Regions from separate parts of the Mus musculus genome. Here regions 1 and 3 are each linked to region 2. A link is a contact called in public Hi-C and promoter capture Hi-C data. All regions are on one chromosome and are shown on one strand. The core of a region is the stretch at or near the end of the contact, and the rest is flanking DNA. Distances in the headings are between cores, read along the strand shown. Region 1 holds the start of Crls1 (cardiolipin synthase 1). Region 2 holds the start of Smox (spermine oxidase). Region 3 holds the start of AU019990 (expressed sequence AU019990).

What was found. Promoter capture Hi-C pulls out the DNA fragments that hold promoters and counts their contacts. A called contact is a pair of places that touch in the nucleus more often than the background predicts.
Region 1: a contact with region 2 is called in a Hi-C map of CD4 T cells, with 4 times the contacts expected there. The contact joins the promoter of Crls1 here to the promoter of Smox in region 2. A contact is called at or near these places in 1 of 39 promoter capture datasets (pre-B cells) and 1 of 484 Hi-C or Micro-C datasets (CD4 T cells).
Region 3: a contact with region 2 is called in a promoter capture Hi-C map of neutrophils, with 4 times the contacts expected there. The contact joins the promoter of AU019990 here to the promoter of Smox in region 2. A contact is called at or near these places in 2 of 39 promoter capture datasets (liver and neutrophils).

What each region holds. Positions count from the first base shown.
Region 1 is chr2:132,843,561-132,848,022 of GRCm38.p6, forward strand. It overlaps Crls1 (cardiolipin synthase 1), which reads left to right and starts at 3,106. Exons shown (of 7, transcript NM_001024385.1): 1 at 3,106-3,565. The coding sequence starts at 3,257. Mcm8 (minichromosome maintenance 8 homologous recombination repair factor) reads left to right here. Exons shown (of 19, transcript NM_001291054.1): 19 at 1-637. The coding sequence ends at 7.
Region 2 is chr2:131,489,127-131,493,524 of GRCm38.p6, forward strand. It overlaps Smox (spermine oxidase), which reads left to right and starts at 2,736. Exons shown (of 7, transcript NM_145533.2): 1 at 2,736-2,910. It overlaps Gm30679, which reads right to left and starts at 3,150. Exons shown (of 2, transcript XM_030252306.1): 1 at 2,442-3,150. The coding sequence starts at 3,048.
Region 3 is chr2:132,596,824-132,601,323 of GRCm38.p6, forward strand. It overlaps AU019990 (expressed sequence AU019990), which reads left to right and starts at 1,373. Exons shown (of 6, transcript NR_033468.1): 1 at 1,373-1,582.

The DNA.
Region 1 (4,462 bases), core at 1,856-4,355, 1.4 Mb after region 2:
TATGTGAAAGACTTTACCACATCAGGGCTTCCTGTGGTTCAAAATAGTTCAGAATCATCGTAATTACAAAACTGAAAATAAAAGTTCTGAAAAATGACACAACTCCTATAACAGAATAAAGGCCTATCCATAATTTATCCAGAAGAGTAAGAAGAGTAAATTGTTTCCATTATTTTATCTAAATAGCATAAGCATATGCTTTTAACTCATCATATTTTTAGTAGTGCTTTTTAGTTTTGTATATCAGATGTCTAGCAGGCATTCAGCTAATGCAAAAACAGATTAGTATGTGTTCAGGTGAACTTTTACTTAAAACATTAAACTTTGGCTCTCCTAAATTGTTCAGGTCACAAAAACTCTTCATTCATTTTTAACTTTATGATTATGGGCAGTGGGTCTGACTTGGCTTCTCATTTGAAAGTAGTGGAAATTTATTGACTTAATTAGAAGTCTTTTCTGGGGCTAGAGAGATGACTCAGTGGTTAAGAGCACTGACTGCTCTTCCATAGGTCCTGAGTTCAAGTCCCAGCAACCACATGGTGACTCACAACCATCTGTAATGGGATCCAATGCCCTCTTCTCGTGTCTCTGAAGAGAGTAACAGTGCACTCACATAAATAAATCTTAAAAAAAAAAAGAAGAAGAAGAAGTCTTTTCTGAGGAGTATTATTTATAGAATTGCATGACTGCTGATGATTTAAAAAAAAAAAAAAACTGAAAAAAAAAAAGCTTCCAGTAGTTTGTAAAATAAAACTAGCCTCTTGCCATGGTGCTTAAGGTGTTCTGCCTCTGTGCCTCATGGATGCCATCCCTGTACTTGGAAGAGTGTCTGCAGAAGGTAAAGGGATGGCTTGCCTGCTGCATCAGAGCAGCAGCAAGAAGCACTGTTCATCAGGCCTCAGAAGAGAAAGCACATACAGAGACATGGACCTGAAACCCCCATGCTGAGGGGTTTCCTGTGGTCTGCTTCAAGGAGGCAGGACCAATGAAATCAGAATTCATCATGTTTTTGTGAGTCTTCAAATGGAACTGGACCTCTAGCCAAAGCATTCTTTGTATATATAGCCAATAAGCACGTTAGCATTTAACAGACACTGATTAGAAATTAGTTACTTATGGGCAGTGGTGGCGCACTTGGGAGGCAGAGGCAGGTGGATTTCTGAGTTCGAGGCCAGCCTGGTCTACAGAGTGAGTTCCAGGACAGCCAGGGCTACACAGAGAAACCTTGTCTTGGAAAACCAAAAACCAAAAACCAAAACCAAAAAAAAAAAAAAAAAAAAAAAAAAGAAATTAGTTACTTAACTTCCAGGAAACCAGGAGATGAATAACTAAAAAAACCAAAATACCCAAAAACTGAGTTGGGGAGATGGCTCAGTTGGTTAAGTCTGAGTAAGATCCTCATGTAAAAAGCCAAGGATGCTTCATTTGTAACCCTAACGCTGGGTGGAGGGAGGAGAGGCAGTTTCCTGAAGCTCCCTGGCCAGCCTGAACTGATGAAGCCATTCAGCATCAGCCTCTGCCCCCACACCTACACACATACAAAAAGCAGTGTGCGCTGAGTAACCAAAATAAAGCAAATCCTAGTATTTTACAACGAATATTTAACTGATAGTAAATGCAAAATGAAAATGAAATGAGGGATAATATGCCATAGAATACCATAGAAATATTAAACCCTGACTTGAAGGAACCAAGTGGTAGCTGATATAAATATGATCAAAGTCAGCTGGTTAGATTAGCTGCAAGCAGCTCCATCAGTTGACCCATCCATCCCAAAATGGGCCGATCAGACCACTGTATACAAGGGGATGACTAAGGCTAAGACTATATACAAGGGGATGTAACTCTAATTATGAACAGAAACTGACTTTGTTTTTGTTTTCGAGACAGATTTTCTCTGTGTAGCCCTTGCTGACCTGGAATTTACAGATATCTATCAGCCTCTGCCTCCCAAGTGCTGGGATTAAAGGCATGCACCACGGCCACCTGGATTTATCTTTTTACTTCTTTTTCTCTTTGTTTCATACCACTGCTTAGATTTTTCTTCTCTTTTCCTCTTCTTTCCTTTTCTTCATTTTTCTTTCTTCCTTTTTTAATTAAAAAGAAAAGTCTAGGCCTCTCGCAAAAACCAAAACAAAATAAAGATGATCTTGATAAAAAGCTCCTTAAGACTACAATCCTTAGCCGGGCGTGGTGGTGCACGCCTTTAATCCCAGCATTCGGGAGGCAGAGGCAGGCGGATTTCTGAGTTCGAGGCCAGCCTGGTCTACAGAGTGAGTTCCAGGACAGCCAGAGCTACACAAAGAAACCCTGTCTTGGAAAAAAAAAAAAAAAAGACTACAATCGTCAAATGTGATGTGGGCTTTACGAACAACTTCCAGGTGAGTGTGTGCCATCACAGACTGGGCTGAAGAACAGTGGAAAGACTGCAAGACATCACCACGTGGTGACCTTTCACTGGTTTGGTTCTTGCCCGACCTGGATTCAAGGCCCTGGGTTCAAGCTCAAATCTATAACAAAATGGTAGGTTAGGTAAGGTTATAACAGTGAACTGATTTGTTTCTAATTCAGACTTAGAATAAGCAGGTTTCTCCTGTCCACGGGCTTCTGTACCTGTAAAAGTAAAGGCAAATACAGAAGGCATGTTAGAGTTGTTGAGAGGATAAATAATGACACTATAACGCATACAGTAAGCACTTCCCAAGTAAACAATTAGTGATTGCTATTATTGACATTTCCCTTTGCTCTATTCATATGCATTTAGTGCTAAGGAAGCAGAGTAGGTACTTAACTACTTTGATGCCAACACTAATGCTTTACATCTCCAGTGATAATACAGAGCCATGCACACCAGCGGGCCACTTGGCATCAGGCAGGCCTGATATAAGTGGCTTCCTGTGGCCACGTGGCACTCGCTCTTGGTCTTCCCTACCTGTCATTCTTCTTAGCCTGCAGGCACTAGCGGCTCTACTCACTAGTCAGGTCTTCCTAACCTGCGGGCCTTAGCTGTTCGTGCTCGCCGCTGCCGCGCGGGGGCGCCGGTGAGCAGAGCGGCTGGGTGTCGTGAAAACGTCGTGAAAGCTGACTCCCTTGGCGGTTCAGGCCACCTGTATAAGCGGAAAGTGCCAGAGTGTAGAAATTAGTATGGAGCTGTCCATACGGCCTCGGCACCGCTCGACTTCTCTAGAGAAGCTGGCAGCCGGTGCCAGGGGCGTCTGAGTTCTCGACTCTTGGACTCCGTGGAGGCCACACGGCCATGTTGGCTTGGCGCGTGGCGCGCGGCGCGTGGGGCCCTCTTCGCGTGGCCCTCCGGCCTCCGGGGGCGCGGCTCGGCAGGGGCGGCTCCCGCAGGGCCCTGCTGCCGCCCGCGGCCTGCTGCCTCGGCTGCCTGGCTGAGCGCTGGCGGCTGCGGCCGGCCGCGTTCGCCTTGCGGCTGCCCGGCGCCGGCCCGCGGACCCACTGCTCGGGCGCGGGGAAGGCAGCCCCGGAGCCCGCCGCCGGAGGAGGAGGTGCCGCCGCGCAGGCCCCCAGCGCCCGATGGGTCCCGGCGAGCGCCGCCAGCTCGGTACGTGCGAGGGAGGGTCGGCGGGACGCAGGTGACGGGCTCGGCGCTCTGTCGCGACACTCACCCGGTGTTCTGGGAAGTTACGGGCAGCCAGGGCGTTCGATCTTGGTGAACTTCAGGGGTCCCCCGCCGGGTACAGTCTCTGGCCAAGTTGAAACCCACTGTAATCCCCTTGTGTGCACACCCGTTGCTGGGAGGTGTGTCTACACGTTGCATAGGTAAAAACAACCATCGCTCGTCTAGTTAATCTGTTTTTAATTTTTTGAAGTGAATCTTCAGGGTTAAGTTCGGCGGAACCATAAGAACGGCCCTTCTGTCCGTTTGTGCAGATTACATCATCCTTTGGTCTTTAGCAGTATCACGGAGGATAATTATCTGGCTTAGGTTGTAATGAAAAGATCTTTCAACTTTGTATTATAGAAAGCTTCAGACTATTCTTGACGTAACAGAAGGATTTGTTCACCTTGCCTGGTAAGATAACTTCCCAAGCAGGTGACACCAGAGCATGAGTGTGGCCCAGCTTTTGATGTCATGTTAGCAAGTCCATGCAATTATTACATCTTCAATTGTTAGGTCTTCAGCGGCCACTGTACTGCCCTGCTCTCCTCAGTTACACAGCATGGGCTGAGGTGGCCACACCCCGGCAGGGGTCACAGCTTCAGGCCTAGCTTTAAAACTCTTGGAGATTGAACGCCGCCGGATGCTTTGAAGTTGCCCTCAACCTGGCTGAAGCCCTTCCCAGCACAGTTGGCCGAGTATGCCACAGGTTATCTGGTTGGGTAATTTGAGATTAAGCTTTGTCGACTTTCACAAATGTCCAAATGTAATAACTAGATATTAATGAGCTTTTTGTAGGGTTTTGTTTTTCGAGACAGCTCTTCTCTGTGTAACAGCCCT
Region 2 (4,398 bases), core at 1,486-3,985:
CTGTTACAAATGGAAACAATCTTGCCTGAGTTTGTGCCTTCAGGAGACAGAAAAACCAGGGCATTCTTTTTGTCTATGCAGTGTTCCAAACAGCTCAACTGACCTAAGGGTAGTCTAGTTGGATGCTTGACTGGCAGCCTTTTGCTCAAAGCAATGAAGCCAGAGAGACAGAATCCAATAATTGCTAATTAGGGAGCAAGATCTCCCCACTCCCCAACATCTTTCTGACAAGGGCATAAATATCAGTAGTACTTTTAACCAGAACTTTAAAACATCATTAATAGTAATAGTGATTCCCCCCCCCCCCCCACAAGGTTTTTTTGTGTAGTCCATGATGTCCTGGAACTTGCTCTGCAGTTTGAGGCTGGCCTCAAACTCAGAGATCTGCCTACCTCTGGAGTGCTGGGATTAGAAGCATGTGTCAACAAGTCCAGCTAGTAATAGCAACTTTAAAAACAGTTTTAACAATGCTTAACACCCAAAGTGCGCCAGGAATAGGTGGATCTTTCTTATCTGCCTCAATTGGAACACAAGTATCTTTAATGGCTTTTGGAGGGGAACTTAGTACAAGCTTGGCACACACAGCTCTGGGGCCGTTCACCTTCTGGTAGTAAACAGGGCCCTGTAATTATTCTTCTTCCCTCCCTATCCATATGGCTTAGAATAGATGGCCTGGCTCCAGGCTACACCTCAGTGACTGCCTCGGGATGACATATGAACCAGTCAGAGCCAACTATTTGACTGAAAGAAATGAGGATGAGGTCTGTGGGGATGGGGCTCAGAGCTGCTGAAAACAGGTTTTCATTGTGAAGAGCAGGTTTGAATTTTTATTTATTTATTTGGGCCATTGCATACCCGAGTCAGTTATACTGCTGGGCTTTTCTGTTATATGAGTAACTAAATTAAGCTGCTTGTTTGCACGCAAACCATTTGAATAGTTTTCTAAACAGTCAGATCAGATTAATATTTTTGTGTAATACCACCCTTTGGAGCAGGTATTACTTATTGAGGAGGAGGGAACGGAAACAAGAAGACACTAAGTAACTTGCCTAAGACCAAGTAACTACACAGAGGCTTTTTAGCCCTTAAAGTCACCCATAGCCATTCCACTCTTTGGTGGAGGGTGACAGAGCCACAGAGGAGAGTATGGTGTGTACCTGAGTTTAACCCCAGGAGTGCGTGGTGTTTTAAAGAGGGGTGGGAAGAGGGACTTCGAGTTTGGTGAAGGACTAGAGCCTTTCTGACAAGAAGAAACTTCACCAGAAATTCATTTGTCCCCTACCCAAATTGGCTCCTAGGTGGTTGGTTCCCTTTGGCTGGGACCATCAGAGCCACTTTTGCAGGGCTACCTCTTTCCAGGCCATATATATATATATATATATATATATATATATATGAATTATATATATAATTCAGTTTTGGGGATTGGCCCCAGAGCCTTGTCTATGTTGAGAAGTGTGTTCTGCTGTTGAGCCACATCTCTACTTCTTGCTTCTTTGAGGCAGGCTTTCACTGTGTGGCTCAGCCTGGCCTTGAAGTTGGTATGTAGCCAAGGCTAGCCTTGAACTCTGTACCCCCCCCCCCCCCACATGGCCTTCTGAGGCTGGGATCACGAGCATGTGATCCACATCCAGGATCTCTCCGGGCTGAACCTACAGCGACCTGTGCTCAGCATTGCCTGGTTCCAGGTTGAAATCAGGGGAGGGCCCCCTCCAGAGACACAGTTCGGAGTAGAGGCTCTGCGGCCACCAGGGGCTTGTATTCCCTCGGACCAAGTGTTGACCTGGTGTAGTACCAGCAAAACATACGAAAAAACAGATTAGGAGGTGCAGAGATGAATAAAAAATAATTTTCTTACTTTTGTGTGTGTGTGTGGAGGGGGAGAGTTGGGGGTGGTTCAAGACAGGATTTCTCTGTTTGACTCTGGCTGTCCTACACTTACTCTGTGGTTCAGACTGGCTTTGAACTCAGAGATCCACCTGCTTCTAGAGGGATTCCGCAGTGGTCCTAAACCTGTGGGTTACTATCCCTTAGGGTTCCAACGACCTTTCATAGGGGTCGCATGTCAGATATTTATTTATGTTTCAATTCATAACAGTAGCAACATTACAGTTACGAAGTAGCAATGAAATAATTTTATGGTTGGGGGGTCACTACAACACGAGGAACTGTGTGTCAGCATTAGGAAGCTGGAGAACCACCAGATTAAAGGCATGTGCCACTATTGCCCGCTAAAAAATAATTGATACCAATTAATTTTTTTTTGAAAAAAGGAAAAAGTGCCACCTAGTATTAACGTTGGCTTTTATTAAAAGTTTGAGGGTTTTACTAGGGAAATACACTTTTTAAAAAGGGCCACTTCAGGACATGGGCTGGGTACTGAGAGGATGTGAGCATTCTTTTCCTTTCACCTGAGGTTCCTGGTTCCCGCCGGCACCCACCTGAGACCTGCAGGACGAGAGACAGTCCAGGACAAGAGGGGCCCTTTCTTCTTTTCAAAAGGGCGGCAGAGTCTGGGTAAACTGAGGTGGGCGCAGCGCTCTGACAGTGCCGGAAGACCTCGTCTGCTTTGCAGGGCGGGGCGTCGCGGGGCTGGCTCTGTTTCTGGGCGGATAGGTGGGTGAGGCGTCCCTTTTGCGAGATAGGGGAGTGCAGGTGGCTGTGCCGCGGGCAACTCCAGGCTGGGTGGCCTCGGGCTCCCCGCCCCCGGTGGGCGGGCCCGGGGCGGAGCACCCAGGCGGGGTGGGCCGGGGACGCGAGGCGGAGCGGGGCCCCCGCACAGGCCCCGGCGGCTGGCTCGGCCCTACGGTCCCGGCGGCGGCTGCAGGAGGAAGCCCAGTGGCTGCGGAGGAGGGGAGGCGGAGAGGCCGAGGCCGCTCGCGAAGACGCTCCCGGGCTCCGCAAGGAAAGGTACCGTGCGGCCTCCCCGACCCGGGCTCGGACAGCCACCGAGCCTCGTAGGCAAGGGGCTCCCGATGGAGGCCGGCGGCGGGCGGTGGGCAGAAGAGGCTGCCCGGGCTGGCCGCGACCCCGGGGTCCGGGCCGCATCCTCCGGACGCCCAGCGCGGCGGCGCAGACAAAGCCGGCGAGGCACTCGGTCGGCCCGGAGGGTGTGCGCTGTGGAGGGGAGGGAACACAGCTTGCGGCGGCGGCGGCGGCGGCGGCGGCCCGGCGTCTGCCGGTCTCCTTGGGACAGCTGGAGGAGTGGGGAGCCGCTCTCCCGCGGGTTGCCCCGGGGCTCACAGGCTGCCCGGCTTGGCCGGAGCCAGGCTGACGAAGGGAAGGGAGCAAGTCGCTTCGCCGGGAAGGGGTGCCGAGGCCGGCCGCCGGCTTGGAGGTGGCGCGGCTGTGGAGCAGGTGAGCGGTGCGCGGACCTTTTGGGTCTTGCACCTGAGCAAACCGCGCCGTGGCTGGCCCTTTCGTGAGCCGTGCCCACAGGTTGTTGGAGGAGCCAACTGATAGTGGCACAGCACCGTCCCGCCTGGGGTCCACTTGGCCGAGCTTGTGGGGGAAACAGCAGGTGCTGAGTGGAGGTCACCCAGGCTGGGGGTAAAGAGAAGGTCAAGAAAGTGTTTGAATGGCCCTCATTTATTTGTGTTCTGCTACCTCTGTCCCTTTCCTCTTACAGAGGAAGGAGCATTACAGGGCTTGAAGGGCCGCGCTTCCTCCTGGGCCCTGTGACCATCCCTTTAGATGTCCCTGGCATTTCTTACCCAGCAGGTTTTGAGAACAGTCTTTGTCCGCCCTCGTCATTTCACAGTCTCCCTGTTTGGCTTTGAACCTCATCCCCCGTCAGCCAGGCACCCAATTCCCATCACAAGGATCTCCTCGGAAGTTCTGACTTTAAGCAGTGCCCCTAAGAAGCAGGCACCCTTTCCTTCTGCAGTCCATCCAGGGCCGCTCTAGCAGGTTTTGCTTGCCTTGCAGTGTCTTTAGAAAGCTCTGTCCTAGAGTTGTATCTTTCCCTGGGTGCCCCAGTTCCTCCCTTCTACCAGCCTGCCCTAGCCTGTCCCCTTCCCCTTAGTTTTGCTGTTAAATGCTTGAGGGCCCCAGGGCTCTGTTCTCAGCATTTCCTCTCCTGACTGCCCTTCTTGCCATCCTCTGTTCACTTTCTACCCCTGTTTTTATTCTTTCTTATGATTAAAAAATTAATTTATGAATACAAAGATCTCTGTTTTTGACTTATTTTATGTGTACTAGTATTTTGCCTGCATGCATGTGTGTGAGGTTGTCAGATCCCTGGAACTGCATTACAAGTAAGCTGTCTTGTGGGTGGGTGCTGGGAACTTAACTCTTGGTTCTCTGGAAGAGCAGCAAGTGTGCTTAACCGATGAACCATCTCTCCAGCCCAGAACTCAAAGATCTTAAGTGGTTTCATGCTCATGATTTTCAGTGGCA
Region 3 (4,500 bases), core at 123-2,622, 1.1 Mb after region 2:
GAGGCATTGGAATCCCTGGAGTGGAGCTACAGGCATCTGTAAGCCACTGATGTGGTTAATGGGGGTCAATCTTGGGTCTTTTTTTTTTGCAAGAGCTGTTAACTACTGAAGTATCCCCCCAGCTCCAAAAATTCTAACCATCTTCTCAAACTCATTGTGTGTCACTGTCTTTGGCTTTCAACACTAATCTTGGCCAGCCAAAGGGTCTCTGCGTACGTTGTTCCATTTTCCTAGAAACTCTCCCCATGTATTTTTCTCTTCTTTTAAGTCTTAGCTTACTACTCAGAGTAGCCTGTCCTGCTCATCCTATCTGAAATCAGTTCCTTTGTTCCTTAATGACTTGGCTCTTCTCTTTCTATCACCACAGTAAATCCCACAGTCCCAAGGCGCCCCCCCCCCCTTTCTTTTTTCTACAGCTGAGCCAATTGAGTGTCTTAAGAATCGTGTTAGGGCTGACAAAAACCGGGAAGCCTCATGCCTCTTTCCTGCATGGAAGTCTGCTGCAAGTGACCTTTCACAGTTGCACTCAGATCCTAATTCGGAAAACGCACGTCAGCACATGACGCTAAAAAAGGAGGTTGCTCTCGAGACCCCTTCAGTGAAAGTAGTTGGCTACCCAGTTCCTGTTTTGCTGTAGGCTGGGTTCTCAGTGACACAGCTGTCTTCAGCAGAGCACGGAGACAGTGGGAGAGTTTTCTCATGGTAAGCCTCCTTTCCTGTGTTTCTCACTAGAGTTGATTGTTATTCTTGTGTTCTCTTTCTCTAAGACCAGGTCCCAGGAGATGGACATTAGAAGAAGACAGGAAGATCTGAACTCAACTTAAATGCCTGTGAATGTGTGAATGAGTCTCCAGATTGCATTCTGGCGCTTTGAAATTGTAACATTTCTGGGAAAGCAGACATTCGAGAGCCACATCAGTGCAGCTCATTTAGTCCTTGAGAAGACATTTAGGGTCCATGAGGAGGACAGCTGCTCATGGCAAGACCCTTTGTCATTCATCCTGAGCACACAACACATCTAACAATTATGCTGTTTAGCTTTGTTGGTTGCTTCTGTGTTGTGTGCATCTCACTTGCAGCCCAGATTGTCCTGAAAGTCCAAATCCTTTTGCCTCCCTGAGGTTGGGATCACAGGCAGGTACCATCACACCTGGCATAATTATGCTCCTGAAATCACTTGGCCTAGATGTTGATCAGCAGCCAAGTATTCAGCAGAATTGAATGCATTGGCACGCCTCACCTGTTTCCAGCATTCAGAAAAGCACAGGTGACCTGAGTTGACCCTGAAGTTCTAGTTCACAGGGAAGCCCCCAAAGAACCACCCTCAGAGTATGCATCAATATAATCTGAAGAGCCAGGGCTGTGGCTCAGTGGTAGAGTGCTTGCCTATGATATGCAAGGACTCAGGTTGGAGCCCCAGTGCTGAAAGAATCAGGAAATTAAGTCATGAAGTGGTGCCTGGGCAGATAGAGGCCTTAGGAGGAAACTGCATGTTTTGAGGGACAGAGCTGGGTCAGCAGAGTGTTTCCACACAAATGAACTGACTTCTGCATTGAGAACGTGAATCAACAGATCCCACAAGGTCAGTGTTCCCAGGCTCCCAAGTCCTTGAGGAATTCTGGAAGGAAGCTGTTTATAGTCGTTTTTCTAAGGAAGAAATTGGAGAGTTGAGATATATGCTTTCTCCTGCCATCTTCATGGCCTTCATGGCCTGCTTCAGGACTCAGTGGGAAATTCAAAAGGTACATTGTGACATCAAAAGGAACACTGGTACCATTGACAGTTGTTAAGAGTTTGTGTTGCTGAGGCTTAACCCTAGGCCTCAGCAAATGCTCTCCCACTGAGCTATACACCCTCAGCCTCAACTATTTAAAGTCCCTTCCCTTCCCTTCCCTTCCCTTCCCTTCCTTTCCCTTCCCTTCCCTTCCTCTCCCCCCCCCCCCCCCCCCCGTTGTTGTTGGACAGGGTCTCACTATGTAGCCCTCACAGGTCTAGAACTCAAACTGTAGATCAGGCTAACCTCAAACTCACAGAGATCTGCCTGCTTCTGCCTGTGCAGTGCTGGAATTAAAGATGTGTGCCACTATACCTAGTCAGCCTTTAATTTAAAAATTCACCATAAAGGCCAGATTGCTGGGTATGAGGTTTTCCTAGCTAACCAGACTATATCTGTCAAGACTGTTTTTCCCCCCTACTTTGTGAGAGGAATTATTTTTATAGAAGATAGGAGTTTCTGATTACTACCTGCCCCCCCCCCCCCCACACCTTCCCAATTCCTCCTCTTTATCTTTTTGGTTTTATGGGACAAGGTCTGCAGACCATGCTGCCCATAAACCCATGACATCCTCCTGTCTTGGCTTCCTGAGTGACCACAGACATGTGGTACTCCATGGCTTTTGTCCCATTTAGTTTTTCTGCGGGACATTACATCAGACCCATCTCTAACACGGAGCATCTGGTAAACTTCTGAAAGAAGTTACAAAATGCCATGAGACCCAAGCACAGCTCTGCTTTTGTTATGCAACAGTGGAAGCTTGCCACACTCCATGCTTCGTGAGTCAGCCACATTGGCCAATCCTGAGCTCCTGCCTTCTTTACTGGTGTCCTGTAGGAACGGGCGGCTCCAAGCGCTTCCACTGTTGGGAAAGTAAAGCAAGATATACAAGGTCAATAAATGCTCCAGAGCTGGGAGACCTTAGAGGGCTCTGCTGCTGCTCACAAGTGCCTTCCTCGGTCTTCCTCCCCATCCACTCCCCACCTTTCTTTTTGACAGAATCAGAGCTATTTAAAAATATATTAATGTAGATTTTAAGCCTGTGTGAGTAGGCTCTTCAAAAGGCTTCTCTAATACATTAAACACACACACACATCACTACTGACTAGACTTTAATTCTGGAGATAATAAACAGATTAGAAGTTTCCTACTTTGGGGGCTGGAGAGATGGCTCAGTGGTTAAGAGCACTGGCTGCTCTTTCAGAGGTCCTGAGTTCAGTTCCCAGCACCCACGTGGCAGCTCACAACTGTAACTCTAGTTCTAGGGGATCTGACCCCCTCTTCTGGTCTCCAGGGGACCAGGCACATATGTGGTTCACAGATATACATACAGGTAAAACACTCATACACATAAAATGAGATAATTTTTTAAAAAGTAGTTTTACCTTAAAAGAGTTTTCCTACATTTTAAAATGACCTAAATAGAAAACAATTACCACACACACATATATATGTGTGTGTGTATATATATATATATATTTTTTTTTTTTCTAGGCAAGCAGCCTACCGATTGAGCCACATCCCTAAACTTCTATGTGTTTTTAGGCAGGAAGACTGAAAGAAAAGAACTTTCCCTCTTTCTACCTCTACAGCATACCTGACAATTACATCATCCCAAACCAGGAAGAAAACATGGGGATGTTGCCCATAGCGACTGTTTATTAGTAGGACATTTAGTCCATCTCAACTTTTTCTGTGGTGACACTTGTACAGGTTCTACTTCCCTATTCTTACGACAAGGCCACATTGTCAAAACTCTTCCTTCTGGAATCACTTGGCTCATTAGCTGTAATAGAAACAAAAACAAAGGAGGGGAGGGGCATGATGGGAGGGGCAGGGAGGGGAATGTCTGCGATACCAGCACCTAAGAGGTACATACAAGAGGATCAGAAGCTCAAGGTGATCTTTAGCTATACAGCAAGCTAGCCTAGGCTGCATGAAACCTTGTAACCTTCTCCCTTCCCCCACGACGTGGGAGTGATTGGTATACATCTGTAATCCCAGCACTTGAGAACTAAGACATAAGATCATGAGTCTTGAGTCTGAGCTAAATAGCAGGTTTAAGGCTAGCCTAGGCTGCATAGACAGACTCTGTCTTTTTTTTTTTTTTTTTTAATTTACAATGTTTTCCCTGGTCTCTCTGGTTTGTTTTTCCACCATGATGGTCCTGTACTCAGACCCTGTCAGTTCAATCCTCTTCATCAGAGCTTGTTCTTGAGTACATTCAAAACCCCTGCCTGGGGCTGGAGAGATGGCTCAAGTTCAGTACCCAAAACCCACGTCAAGACGGAACACATGGCCTGTAACATCAGTTTCAGGAGGGTCCCATACCTTTGGCTTCCAGACACTCACAAGCACATGGACACAAACACACACAGGTGTAATTAACAATATTAATCTTGTTTTTAAGCCATAGATTGAACCCCAGCTCTTGTCCAAAGAGCTTGATCTTGAGTTCTGGTCCATTTTTCTCCCGAGCAGCACATCCTGTGATGTGTCTTACCTGGAGGCCCACTTTCCAGTCCTTTCCAGAAAGTTCTTGCCTATGTCTACGTCTCGTAGCACATTTCCCTGTAGTACTTTCAGCAGCTCAGATTTTAAAGTCTTTGCCCCACGTGTGTGTGTGTGTGTGTGTGTGTGTGTGTGTGTGTGATTGTTGAGACAGAAATGGGTGTTGCCTATGCAAGAGCAGGGAGTGCTTTTGACCACTGAACATCTCTTCAGCT